Regions from separate parts of the Mus musculus genome. Here regions 1, 3 and 4 are each linked to region 2. The links are chromatin contacts, called in public ChIA-PET and HiCAR-type maps. All regions are on one chromosome and are shown on one strand. The core of a region is the stretch at or near the end of the contact, and the rest is flanking DNA. Distances in the headings are between cores, read along the strand shown.

What was found. ChIA-PET counts read pairs in DNA pulled down with a chosen protein or histone mark. HiCAR-type assays count read pairs that join an accessible place to other places.
Region 1: an RNA polymerase II ChIA-PET map of memory CD8 T cells shows a contact between it and region 2, with 12 read pairs. The contact joins two enhancer-like sites. A contact is called at or near these places in 2 of 39 promoter capture datasets (the HPC-7 cell line and pre-B cells), 1 of 115 datasets of contacts at active chromatin or transcription factors (memory CD8 T cells) and 1 of 9 other capture datasets (liver).
Region 3: an RNA polymerase II ChIA-PET map of memory CD8 T cells shows a contact between it and region 2, with 11 read pairs. The contact joins two enhancer-like sites. A contact is called at or near these places in 1 of 115 datasets of contacts at active chromatin or transcription factors (memory CD8 T cells) and 1 of 9 other capture datasets (embryonic stem cells).
Region 4: a contact with region 2 is called in a HiCAR-type map of Th17 cells, with 7 times the contacts expected there. The contact joins two enhancer-like sites. A contact is called at or near these places in 1 of 39 promoter capture datasets (the 3T3-L1 cell line), 5 of 15 datasets of contacts at CTCF or cohesin (the NIH/3T3 cell line, embryonic stem cells, large pre-B cells and 2 more), 60 of 484 Hi-C or Micro-C datasets (the 3T3-L1 cell line, B cells, the Ba/F3 cell line and 36 more) and 5 of 115 datasets of contacts at active chromatin or transcription factors (Th17 cells, astrocytes and embryonic stem cells).

What each region holds. Positions count from the first base shown.
Region 1 is chr5:53,565,331-53,568,097 of GRCm38.p6, reverse strand. It overlaps a transcript of Rbpj not described here. Among named protein-coding and RNA genes, the nearest start is that of Gm40304, 20 kb to the right of the region's middle. Within about 2 kb of position 1,442, at least 70 of the 459 cell types and tissues checked have an H3K27ac peak or open chromatin away from gene starts, as enhancers often do. A contact at or near this core is called in memory CD8 T cells, where this site is marked.
Region 2 is chr5:54,099,892-54,102,630 of GRCm38.p6, reverse strand. Stim2 (stromal interaction molecule 2) reads right to left here. Exons shown (of 12, transcript NM_001081103.2): 4 at 1-56. Among named protein-coding and RNA genes, the nearest start is that of Stim2, 100 kb to the right of the region's middle. Within about 2 kb of position 1,435, at least 162 of the 459 cell types and tissues checked have an H3K27ac peak or open chromatin away from gene starts, as enhancers often do. A contact at or near this core is called in CD8 T cells, Th17 cells, cerebral cortex and 1 more, where this site is marked.
Region 3 is chr5:53,489,482-53,492,181 of GRCm38.p6, reverse strand. No RefSeq gene overlaps it. Among named protein-coding and RNA genes, the nearest start is that of Gm40304, 56 kb to the left of the region's middle. Within about 2 kb of position 1,306, at least 146 of the 459 cell types and tissues checked have an H3K27ac peak or open chromatin away from gene starts, as enhancers often do. A contact at or near this core is called in memory CD8 T cells, where this site is marked.
Region 4 is chr5:53,353,887-53,356,586 of GRCm38.p6, reverse strand. No RefSeq gene overlaps it. Among named protein-coding and RNA genes, the nearest start is that of Gm40303, 88 kb to the right of the region's middle. Within about 2 kb of position 1,331, at least 46 of the 459 cell types and tissues checked have an H3K27ac peak or open chromatin away from gene starts, as enhancers often do. A contact at or near this core is called in CD8 T cells, Th17 cells and cerebral cortex, where this site is marked.

The DNA of each region.
Region 1 (2,767 bases), core at 193-2,692, 530 kb after region 2:
GTGCGGTGGTGCACAACTTTAATCCCAGCACTTCAGAGGGACAGGTAGACAGATCTCTGTGAATTACAGGTCTACAAAGTTCCAGGACACCAAGAACAATCTATGACATATGTAAGGGATTTTCAGTGATGATAAAGCCATGTAAGAAATTAAGCAGGAGTGACAGATGCTAGGGGAAAAAGGGAACGTCACTTCACACAGGCCAGCTGGCCTCATAATAAAACTTTCTTTTACCTACTAGTGAATTTGACTCAGTTAAGATGATCAAAGTAAGCCGGGCATGGTTGCACACACCTTTAATCCCAGCACTCGGGAGGCAGAGGCAGGCAGTTCGAGACCAGCCTAGTCTACAAAGTGAGTTCCAGGACAGCCAGGGCTACACAGAGAAACCCTGTCTCGAAAAAACAAAAACAAAAAAACAAAACAAAACAAAAAACAAAAAAAGATGATCAAAGTACTTTAAGTCTGCACTCCAATAGGAAGGTTGTCAGACACCTGAGCAGAAAACAATAACCCTCAATTTGGAGTTCACTTGATAAACTCCAGCACTCGGTTGATAGTACACTCTTTCAGAGTTTATAGGTTTGGCTCTTTCTACTGTTCCTTGGTGAAAGCTACATGGGAAAAGTAAGAAGTGCAGTGTGTCTTGATACCAATCATTAGCTTTGGTATTACAGACTCCTTTGAGTGAATGTGCATACGCCCTGGGCTCTGCAAGCATCGGGTGCTTTTTATCCCTATTGAGAGGTGAAATGCGAATCCAAAATTCAACTGATTTATCCTGGGATACCCCAGGTCAGATGCAGATAAAAATCAAGGCTGGCGATGTCTAACGGCTCTGCGCAGAGCTGGCTCCTTGGTATGGCATGAGGTCCTGGGCTCAAGCTCCAGGACTTCAGAGAAGAGACAAGGGGTAGCAGGAAGAGGGAAGGACAGAAACAGATGCTAAAGATGGTTATCTTCTCCCTGAGCCCAAACCTGTTTGTACCACCTCCACTGTTTGCCCAACCCTGCTTTTGCATTGTCGAATCGACTTTAAAAGGGACTTAAGCGTGGCACAAGGAGTTGGGTATGTGAAGGAACTTGGACATAACCGCTTCACTCTGAAGTACAAACTCGAGAGTCCCGAGGCCCCACTTTTGCCTTGCAGATCACACATCGACCATGCTAACTAACCCTCAGAGATAATTATCAGCCCATGATGCTGATGGGTACCAGATAATTCTAACGTGGTCTTGGCTCTGTCTTCTGAGAAGCTGCTCGATGTTTCCTGCTTGGGCCTGGCAAGCTTCACAGGGTTCCTAAGAAGAACCTCTACTTTCCTTTGTCCCTCCCAGAGAGGCGATGCATTTTCACTTCACGATGATTAAAACCCAGCGGCCTACGATACTATATTAGTTCACCCAGGCTTCTCAGAATCGTGTGTTAAAATCGAAACTGAAACATCATGGAGGTGGGAAGGTCTACTCATTAGAGTAGGTGATCCTGCCAGTTCCTGTAGAGCTATTCTGAGTGTTGGTGCTATTAAAAAAATAGGCATGAGATTCATGGTAGATCTCTAGATAAGGCTGTTCTCCTAAACAAATTTTGAAGAAATAATGGATTTGTAGACCATTAAAATTTACTGAGGACTAAAAGGAGAAATAACAAGGTGTCTTCATGTTAAACTTTGCTGCAGAGGTAAGGAGCCAAGAACTATTTTGAAATGACTCTCTGACTTAATTGTTCTTCACTCTCATGCCAACGTGTGTGTGTGTGTGTGTGTGTGTGTGTGTGTGTGTGTGTGTGTGTGTTAAAGTACTGCCACTTTTCTGGGAGAGAGATGAACTATTCGCATAGGCTAGTGCACACACTAGGAGGCTCTCTACAGCTTCCCCATCCTACCTTATCTCTTTGAAGTTTGACCCTGCAGCACAACTGGACTCCATCCTCCTTTAAATCATCCACCCCCTGGATACTGCCTGGTGGCATCTCACTGACTCCACTGGTTGGATATTCCTGACAAAAAGACATAAGATTGCTTGTGTTCCTTTCTCTAGCACCCGCTCACCTTGAATCGGTCTCCACCGTTAGACTAAAGATCAGGTGCCCCGGATACAACTTTGAGCTTGAGGTTATAGGCATTTATTTATAGGCCAGAAAGTTTCCTTCCAATGTTCGTAGTCAACAGATAGGAGTAGTTTAAAAAGATATTTGGGGGCTGGGGCTGGGGTTCAGTGGTAGGGTGTTCACCTAGCGTGTGAAAGGCTCCTGGCGTGAATTTCACACACACACACCCATGCACATACACACACATACACACACACCACTGCTTCCAACAAACAAAGAGAGCCTTTTTAATAGCTCATCTTCACTGACTGTCAAGGGATTGTTTTCTTCTGGAGACACTCAACCGACATGGAATTGAGCTCTGCCCATCTACAAATCCCCTGTAGGGTTTGTGAAACAAGCCATAATCCCCCTCATGAAAACACACACTGGCTATTTATGCTCATGCTTGGTCCAAATATTACAATTGTTTCTGGATTTCTGCCACATTCCTCTCGAGATGGTCATTTGGGAGAGTTTGTTTATAATGTGTGTTTTGAATGAAATTTTAAAATTCCAAGACCACAGGATGTAAGACTCAATTGTGGGTTAAACTTCATTTTTGCATTCCCCCCCCCCCCCCCAAAGAGGGCTTACTTACATTACAGCGGTGAACAGTGAATAGAAAACAGGGCAAAGGTATGTTTTTGGTTTTGTTTCAGGGATCAGTATTTGAAAG
Region 2 (2,739 bases), core at 186-2,685:
CAGTTCAACAAATTCTATTAACCACTGCAGGGTATCCTCAAGTGTCCAATTGTGAACTGTAACACAGAAAAGAAGGTATAGTTTAAAGCACACTGCTTTCAAAACTAAGATCTGAACACATCTACATATGGGAGATTAAGTTTTCAATTAGATGTAATAAGTGGTAGTAAAATAGCATCTAGCATCCTATGGTAAGCTGAAAATAGTGAGGCCCACCCCTGTTTTCCCAAATGTGTACAATCTAAAACAGAAAAAAAGACATAAAACAATTAGACAGACTGCAGTAAAACTAATTCTAAAATAAGCATTAATACAGAGTTTTTAAAGGATGAAACAACCCATTTCCATGGGTGTAACACCTTACTAGATATAGACTTGATTGGCACTTTACCTAGCCCATTAATGCATCTAATCAGAGAACCACCCCGTGAGAGTCAGGCCACTGTAAGCACTACAGCATACAGCAGAGAACAGATGGGGAACTTGTTTACCCCTGTGAAACCTAGGTGCCCTGGGCAAAGATTCAGGGGGGGGGGCAACTTAGAAATGAAGAAAGATGGGGGAAGGAAACATTTAAATCATGCTAGTCATTAAAAAATGGGAGGGGGTAAATGAGTGTGTGTGTGTGTGTGTGTGTGTGTGTGTGTGTGTGTATGTGTGTGTGTGTGAGAGAGAGAGAGAGAGAGAGAGAGAGAGAGAGAGAGAGAGAGAGAGGATGTGAATGAGAATGAATTAGGTAAGTCCTCTGGCTTGACTACATCAACTAAAGCCTACAATAAAAGCCATAGAATTCTGAAGATCTGATGTAATCTTGCTGAGCTGTGTTTGGTCTGTATTGTATTGTATTTTAGGAAGAGGCAGAAAGTCAGAGAGGGACCACATTAGGAAAGACTGGATCTGAACACAGGCACACAAAGATAGAAGCTTACTCTATAGCACTTTGAGAGCAACAACCACGAGCAAAAGGATAAACAAGAAGAGACCATAAGAATTAAGTTGGAGGCTTTTCTCGGCTTGCTTGTGTAAAGGGTAAGCTGTTCCAACGGAAGGCTTGAGAAATGGAGAGCTGCATGCTGTCTACACTTAATGTGACGACTGGGGAAAACCACAGCAGAGGGCAAACGGGGCTGAAGACAAGGAGGAAGTGGTAGGTGCAGTGCTGCAGATCCATCTGTGCACAAAGGCTCTAGGAAAAGAGCATTCTCATAAATTATAGAAAATGCTAAATGCACATTTGCATGCAATGTTTTCACACTGCCCTTTTCAATGATCTTTAAAGAAAAAACAAGCAAAGTATAATTAACTAATAAAAACCTTTAAAAACTGTATTGCTAAGTGGCAATTTTATACTGAGACAAAGCTCTTATGTTCTCTTTCTGACACATCTCTACCCTCACACCTGTATATGGGCTGAGCCTGCTGGAGCCACAGAGACAAACAAGTGAGGCTACCAGCCAGCAGCCCAGCCCTAGGGGCCTTCCGCTGAACCTAATCCAGTCAAAGTAGCCTTGTTACACGAAGGCTTCTTCCTTCTGCGATGCATTACATGGAGAACTGCCCTGTCTGAATGCCAAGAAACCCACAGCACAGCTGCAGTGCACACACCCACACAAAACTCTCAGCCAGGAAAACAGGATAAGATTCTCTCTGCCTTTGGATTTTTCAATAGCAAAAAAACCAGTCTAAGCAACCCAACACATCAAGTTTCCAAGGAGACCAGATTCAAAGGAAGAAATGCAAAAAAGCGCACGAAACTGTCCAGTCCTAATACTACTCGACCTGAGTGGACAGCTGTGCTGGTCTAAAATAGCTTTGTTTGTAAAACCAATTCTCTTTTGAATGCATCTTTAAAACAATACCATCCTATCATAAGACAGAGTTACTTGAGGGAAAGAATTGGCTTTCCACTTGATGTCTGGGTTCCTTGCAAACAGCTTTTCTTCTCATTACCAGGACATGAGAAGTTTTGTATTAGCTCCCTCTGCTCCAAATACTCTGCTGGTCTTTCAACCCCTACGGTGGCTCCTTTTTATCCGTCCTCAAAGACCTGATATGAAACCGGTTTGAATCCTATCATCTTCTGTATTTTTGTTGAATCTTCCTTTCTTAGCTAAATTCAGTTCTTCATAAGAACTTTTTTCCCCACAGAATTTAATTAATTTCAATCATCTAGAAGAGAAGGAATTCTTTTAACATCTGCTTTTCCACTAAAGGATGTATAAGTTCCTTACTGAGCACTCATGCACAGTTTGCTGGGTGCCACTTAACTACTGAAGTAGATGAGACTTAAAGAGTGAGTACTGTTCAACCTAGGCTTGTTTGCATAGGAGATCCCCAGTGACAAAGAGCGACCTGAAGCCGCCCCATCCCTCTGCCTACCTGTCACTGACTTTGGAATTGCTTACCAAGTATTTTTGCTCAAAACTGTGCCAATTGCTATAGGCTGACATTTCGGTGATTTTCAGCACACTTGGGAATGGAAAGAGACCGTTGCCAAGAGGTGTACCTGAGTCACAGAGCCACCGTAGCTCTTTAACTCAGGCTAAGTTTTTGAATAAACAGAGTAATAAACTGAGCTACTTTAAAATTCTGTCTTTCTGATTCCGTTATAACAAAAAAGGGCTGTTGTCTAAAGCACTGTAAACTGAACAACCAGCCCGGAACATTTCATTACAGAATGCTGACAGGGAAGATCGAATTCTAAAAATGGCTAGGACACCAATAAAAACTGTTGCTAAC
Region 3 (2,700 bases), core at 57-2,556, 610 kb after region 2:
ATTTCCAAGGCAAGATTTACCATGACCCTCTCAAGTTCTCCCACATGGCTGATTCTTCTCCTCTTTTCTTTATTTAGATTTTATAGAAATAGGGGGTTCAAGGCATACGGATTTCCAGTTGGGGAAGATGAAAACACTCTAAAGAGGTGATGGTTACAGCTGGATGTGGTAAGTCTTAATCCCATCAGAGATAGGAGGATCTCTATATGAGTTCAAGGTCAGCCTGATCAACATAGGAAGTTCTAGGACAGCCAGGCCAGTTACACAGAGAAACTGTGCCTTGAAAAGTCAAAAGGTAAGGGAAGAAATGATGGTTGCACAACAATGTGCATGTGCCTAGTGCCACAAACTGTGTGCCTCAAGGCAGTTAGGATGGCATATTGTATGCTATACATTTTTTTTCTTTAACAGGTTAAGAAGTAATATGATTATGCTAGCTTTATGGCTAAGCAGCTCCCTGAATTCTAGAGGGTCTTATAGTTGGGGTACCTTAGCAAGAATTTGAATGTCTTCTGTGAAATGAGTGTGACCTTTTAATTAATTTTTAAAAATTAGCTACAGAGCTGTCACTCTGGTTGAAAGTTCAGGCTGGAGTCTGGTGGCCTGGGATTGCACAGCTCCCAGGGTTTGGGGAAATGGGTAAGCCAAGTCTTTCTCTATGCCTAGGTTTTGTCACCTGAAAAATAAAAACTATTGTTTCTCCATTATAAGGTTGCAAGAAATAAATGAATTAATGTGTCAAAAATCTGGTAGGAGCATCACCTATACTTATTATCTGTCCAAAGTCCTGCTGTCCTGGAGCAGACAACAAATATGCAAATGTGGGTTGTAGATATAGTCAGCAGTCAGAGTACACTGATGCTGTGTGTAAGACAAGGAGCTATAGCCTTATCAGAAACATGGAAACAGGGTTGGGGGAGGAAGAGAGAGGGGAGGGGAAGGGAGGGGAGGATAGAAAGAGAGAAAGAGAGAGAGAGAGAGAGAGAGAGAGAGAGAGAGAGAGAGAGAGAGAGAATCTTCTCCTGGTACAGTCAGAGGCTGACTTAACACAGCCAATCATGAACATTGATGCCTCTGGCCTGCCCTCTCAGACTCCTCTTTCTGAGGAAGACAGTGACTGATGGGGCCCCTGCCCTCTGAGGAGGCCTAAGCCACAGCTCAGGGCAGCCTGCAGTTTCTGTAGCAGGTACTTTTCCTGTTGCCCTCAGAGGAAACATGAATCAGCCACTGTTTGGTTCCATTTCCTGGGAGGCCTCAGGCCCAGGAAATCTGTGGTTTAAGCATCAGTTCAGAGATCAAATGAAATGGCTCTTGGCAGTGGCGTGTGTTGCTAGGACCACTGACAATGTTCTCTGAAGCCAGATGAGTCACGGTGAGCTGGCTCTTCGGCTGTCTTTCTCCTGATTACATTCATCTCGTGAAATGAGTAGAATTTCCTGGCCTCCGGTGACTCTTCCTTAGCTGGGCTGGATGGAGGAGCACATCTGGAGCAGTTTGGGCAAGGATGGAGGGTCCATCCTGTGTGGTTGCCTGCTTGGTACAGCGCTAGAGCAGAGGTCAGGCATGTGTATCCTCACGTGTACTACAACTAGTGAATGCTGGAGTCAGAGACCTGCTCTGACCACTTCTCTCTCTCTCCCTCTCCAGCTACTGAGCAGAGACTGTTGTAACCAGTCTTGGGACAACCAAACTCTTTACCATACATCGCAAAAGGAAAATTAGGTTATAGTTCACCTTATTTATACGGCTATTCTCTATCCTCCCGTGTAATGAAATAATTAAGAAATCTTACAGGATTTTTGCAGAGACAGTTAGATAACATCAGCATGTAAATCATCACCCCTTTGGGCTCCTGTGTATCAAGAGATCTTTCCGTGCATGGATTTATCATGAAGGAGGAAGGGTTTTCCATGACAGAGTAGTAATGTGGTGACCGGTCCAGGATAACAGAGCCTGGCGCAGGCTAAACGAGGATACTGTGATGTTGAAGATACTTGGTGAACAGCCACATACCCACCGCATCTCAGTGCTGGTATCTGTTTTGTGATTTAACTCCATGTGGTTTTGAAAGTCTTTCCTACACAGAAAGCATGGGAGTTGAATCCTACCTCCCAGGACAAGCCGTGATATGTAATTTCCAGGTAGATGACACCCAAAAGATAGTATTTGAAACAGTTCGTAATCTTGGAGTCATCATATAGATGCTATCAGTGGTGATAGTGACATCATCAATGGCAGTGATGGGTGAGAGAGTTCATGTTCAGAACCTCTCAGGTCTCGGGAAGGCACCTTTTCAGGTAGCTTGGGTGATCTACTGACATCTGTTCTAACTTCAACATTCTTTGAGCAAGTGCACACATTTGTGAGTTAGGCTATGGGAATGAAGCAGACTGTGAAAAGCTAGATGCATACCTTATTTAAAAGGGGGAGATGTTATGTAGCTATAACTCTTAGATAACTAGAATTTCCCAGCTGATATATGCACCTGGCTGTATGTGTCTATTATCTATCTATCTATCTATCTATCTATCTATCTATCTATCTATCTATCTACCTATCCATCCATCCATCCATCCATCCATCCATCTACCTATCTAACCCTCTACATATCACCCGTCAATTACTTATCTATCAACATCTATCATTTACTGCAATTATACAATCTATCTATTCATGTAAATGGGTGTATATTTTAATAAT
Region 4 (2,700 bases), core at 82-2,581, 750 kb after region 2:
ACACCATACAAACACCACAGGCACACACACACACACACCTTACACTAAAATTAATAATAATAATAATAAAGTATTGTTTATGCCCAGAAAGAATTAACAAATCAACTCATAATAAAGTAAGACAATTATAATAATATAACCTAATAAACATTTTGTGAGTGTGGGCTCTCTCTCAAAATGTCTACCGTCTCTCTACTTAGAAGAAGCCCTGCGTGGCTTCTCCTTGGCACAGCCCAACCCACTACAATCCGCTCTTGTTCTCTGAGGATGAGGTCAAGGAAAGTGAGAGTTGCGAGGACCTTGGCACTATGACAATGCGCCTATCAATCTGAAAATGGAGTCAGCTGTCTATACGAAATGTTCCTCCCACTCCAAAGGGAAGAAGATAATTGATTCTTATATGATTCAAATACGAGTGACCATGGACTGGGAACACAGGTTCCCCTTGTCCCAGAATAATGCATCCCAAGGTGGAGACAGTTTGGAGAACTTTATAGCTAAGGACAGGATTAGGGACTCAGGCACTGTCTGGTAGCATTCTTGGTTTGGAGGTGGGTGAAGGTTAAGCTCTGGTTCCTGTATTCCAGCAGGATTTACCTGATCACAGGAAGGATGTTACTAAAGATAGGAATGATAAGAGGCTATTAAGCAGACCAAAGATAACCAAAGAGGAGCCTGGATCGACAGCATTCCAACTCTTCGTAATCGTTACATTTTAATCAGTTCATCAGCCCAGTGGACTCTTTAACATAGGTGTGGCTCTTTTCTTCTTCTTCTTCTTCTTCTTCTTCTTCTTCTTCTTCTTCTTCTTCTTCTTCTTCTTCTTCTTCTTCTTCTTCTTCTCCTTCTCCTCCTCCTCCTCCTCCTCTTCCTCCTCCTCCTCCTCCTCCTCCTCCTCCTCCTCCTTCTCCTCCTCCTTCTCCTCGGAACTCAGTTCACGCCCATCCTGAAATCAAATAACCCACTGCATGGTGGCTTCCAGAGGAGAAGGACCCTTTGTTGGGGGGGGGGGGCGGGGGAGGTTCTCAAACAACCAAGGTTTAACCACCTGCTCAGCATTTAACTGCTCAGAAGAGGCCAGATTAACCAAGCAAAAGACTCCCATGGATCCTTTGTGCCTCTATCAACCCAGCCAACTTCCCTGGAGCTTTGGGGACCATAGGGACAGTAATAAACTGAATTCCTGCAGTCCTCCGGAGGGATACACTCTGGCCGGTGAGAAAGGATGCTAGCAGGTCGAGTGAGAGGTGCTGAGGCCACAGACAGGACTTCCCCAGCTCCACCCTCCTCTTCTGGGACCCTCCCTCCTAGAGAAGTCATGGTCCTGTTTGCATGTGGCGTTGCTGCCCCCTCCTGGGAGATGCTGGCAGCTGCTCCTCATTCCCGAGCCGCCCAGCCTGTTCCAAAGCCTCTGTCTGCACTCACCATGGGGGTAAACTTTTTCATTGAGATCATTCCCATTAAAATCACCCAGGTCAGCCAGGCTGGTGGCTGTGGAGCAGGCCTGTAAGCCCAGCCTAGACAGGAGGATTTGGAGGTCGAGGATGGTCTTAACAACTTAGTGAGACTCTATCTCCTGAGAGTAAAAGCAAAGAGCAGAGACAGGATATTGCACTTGCTGACTTGATCAATATTAGTGGGGTGCCGGAGATGGGGGGGGGGAGGAGTGGAATCTATTAAACTTGTCTTCCTTCTTTTGGTTCATATTCCTTGGGTCTTCATTTAATCTGTCTTTTTGTCCCCAACCGGCAGCTCCCATCAAGAGTGGAGTTTGGCACACAGGGTGCCTCTGTGGCCTCAGGAAGGCAGGGACTGATGCTCCAGAGCCTATCAGCTCTGGCCACTTGGTGCCGTGGCACCCCTTGCCTGAGAGCAAAAAGTTCCTTGAACCTTGAACATTATGGGGGGAAGGGGGGGGGGGAGCGGTGCACACTTGCAGATCATCTGGGCCCTAAGGTACACCTGCTTCCAGACAGTGCTCTTGCCTAGCATGAATAAGCTTTGGCTTATAAAGTAGGCTGAGATAGCTGGGGCTAGCTCAGTTGGTAAACTCCACCTAGCCCTGGGCTCATCTCCAGCATGGCCTAAGACCCAGTGTACCAACATATGCTTGTAATCGCTCAGGAGCTAGAGGTGGGAGGGTCAGAAGTTCAAGGTCATCTTCTGCTGCACAGTGAGTTTGAGGCCACCTGAGGTACCGGAAATCCTGACTCTAAAATTAATAATAATAAAGTATTGTTATGCCCAGAAAGAATTAACAAATCAACTCATAATAAGTAAGACAATTATAATAATATAACCTAATAAACATTTTGTGAGTGTGGGCTCTCTCTCAAAATGTCTACCGTCTCTCTACTTAGAAGAAGCCCTGCGTGGCTTCTCCTTGGCACAGCCCAACCCACTACAATCCGCTCTTGTTCTCTGAGGATGAGGTCAAGGAAAGTGAGAGTTGCGGGGACCTTGGCACTATGACAATGCGCCTATCAATCTGAAAATGGAGTCAGCTAACAGGAGGGGCAGACCCTGCCTCCAGGCCAATTCATGCCCGAGAGGTGGTTCAGATGCTGTGAGATTCTAAATGTACTACCCAGAACTACTCGAACGGCAAGCAACTTAAAACTTATAATGGAAGCCGGGCGTGGTGGCGCATGCCTTTAATTCTAGCACTCGGGAGGCAGAGGCAGGTGGATTTCTGAGTTC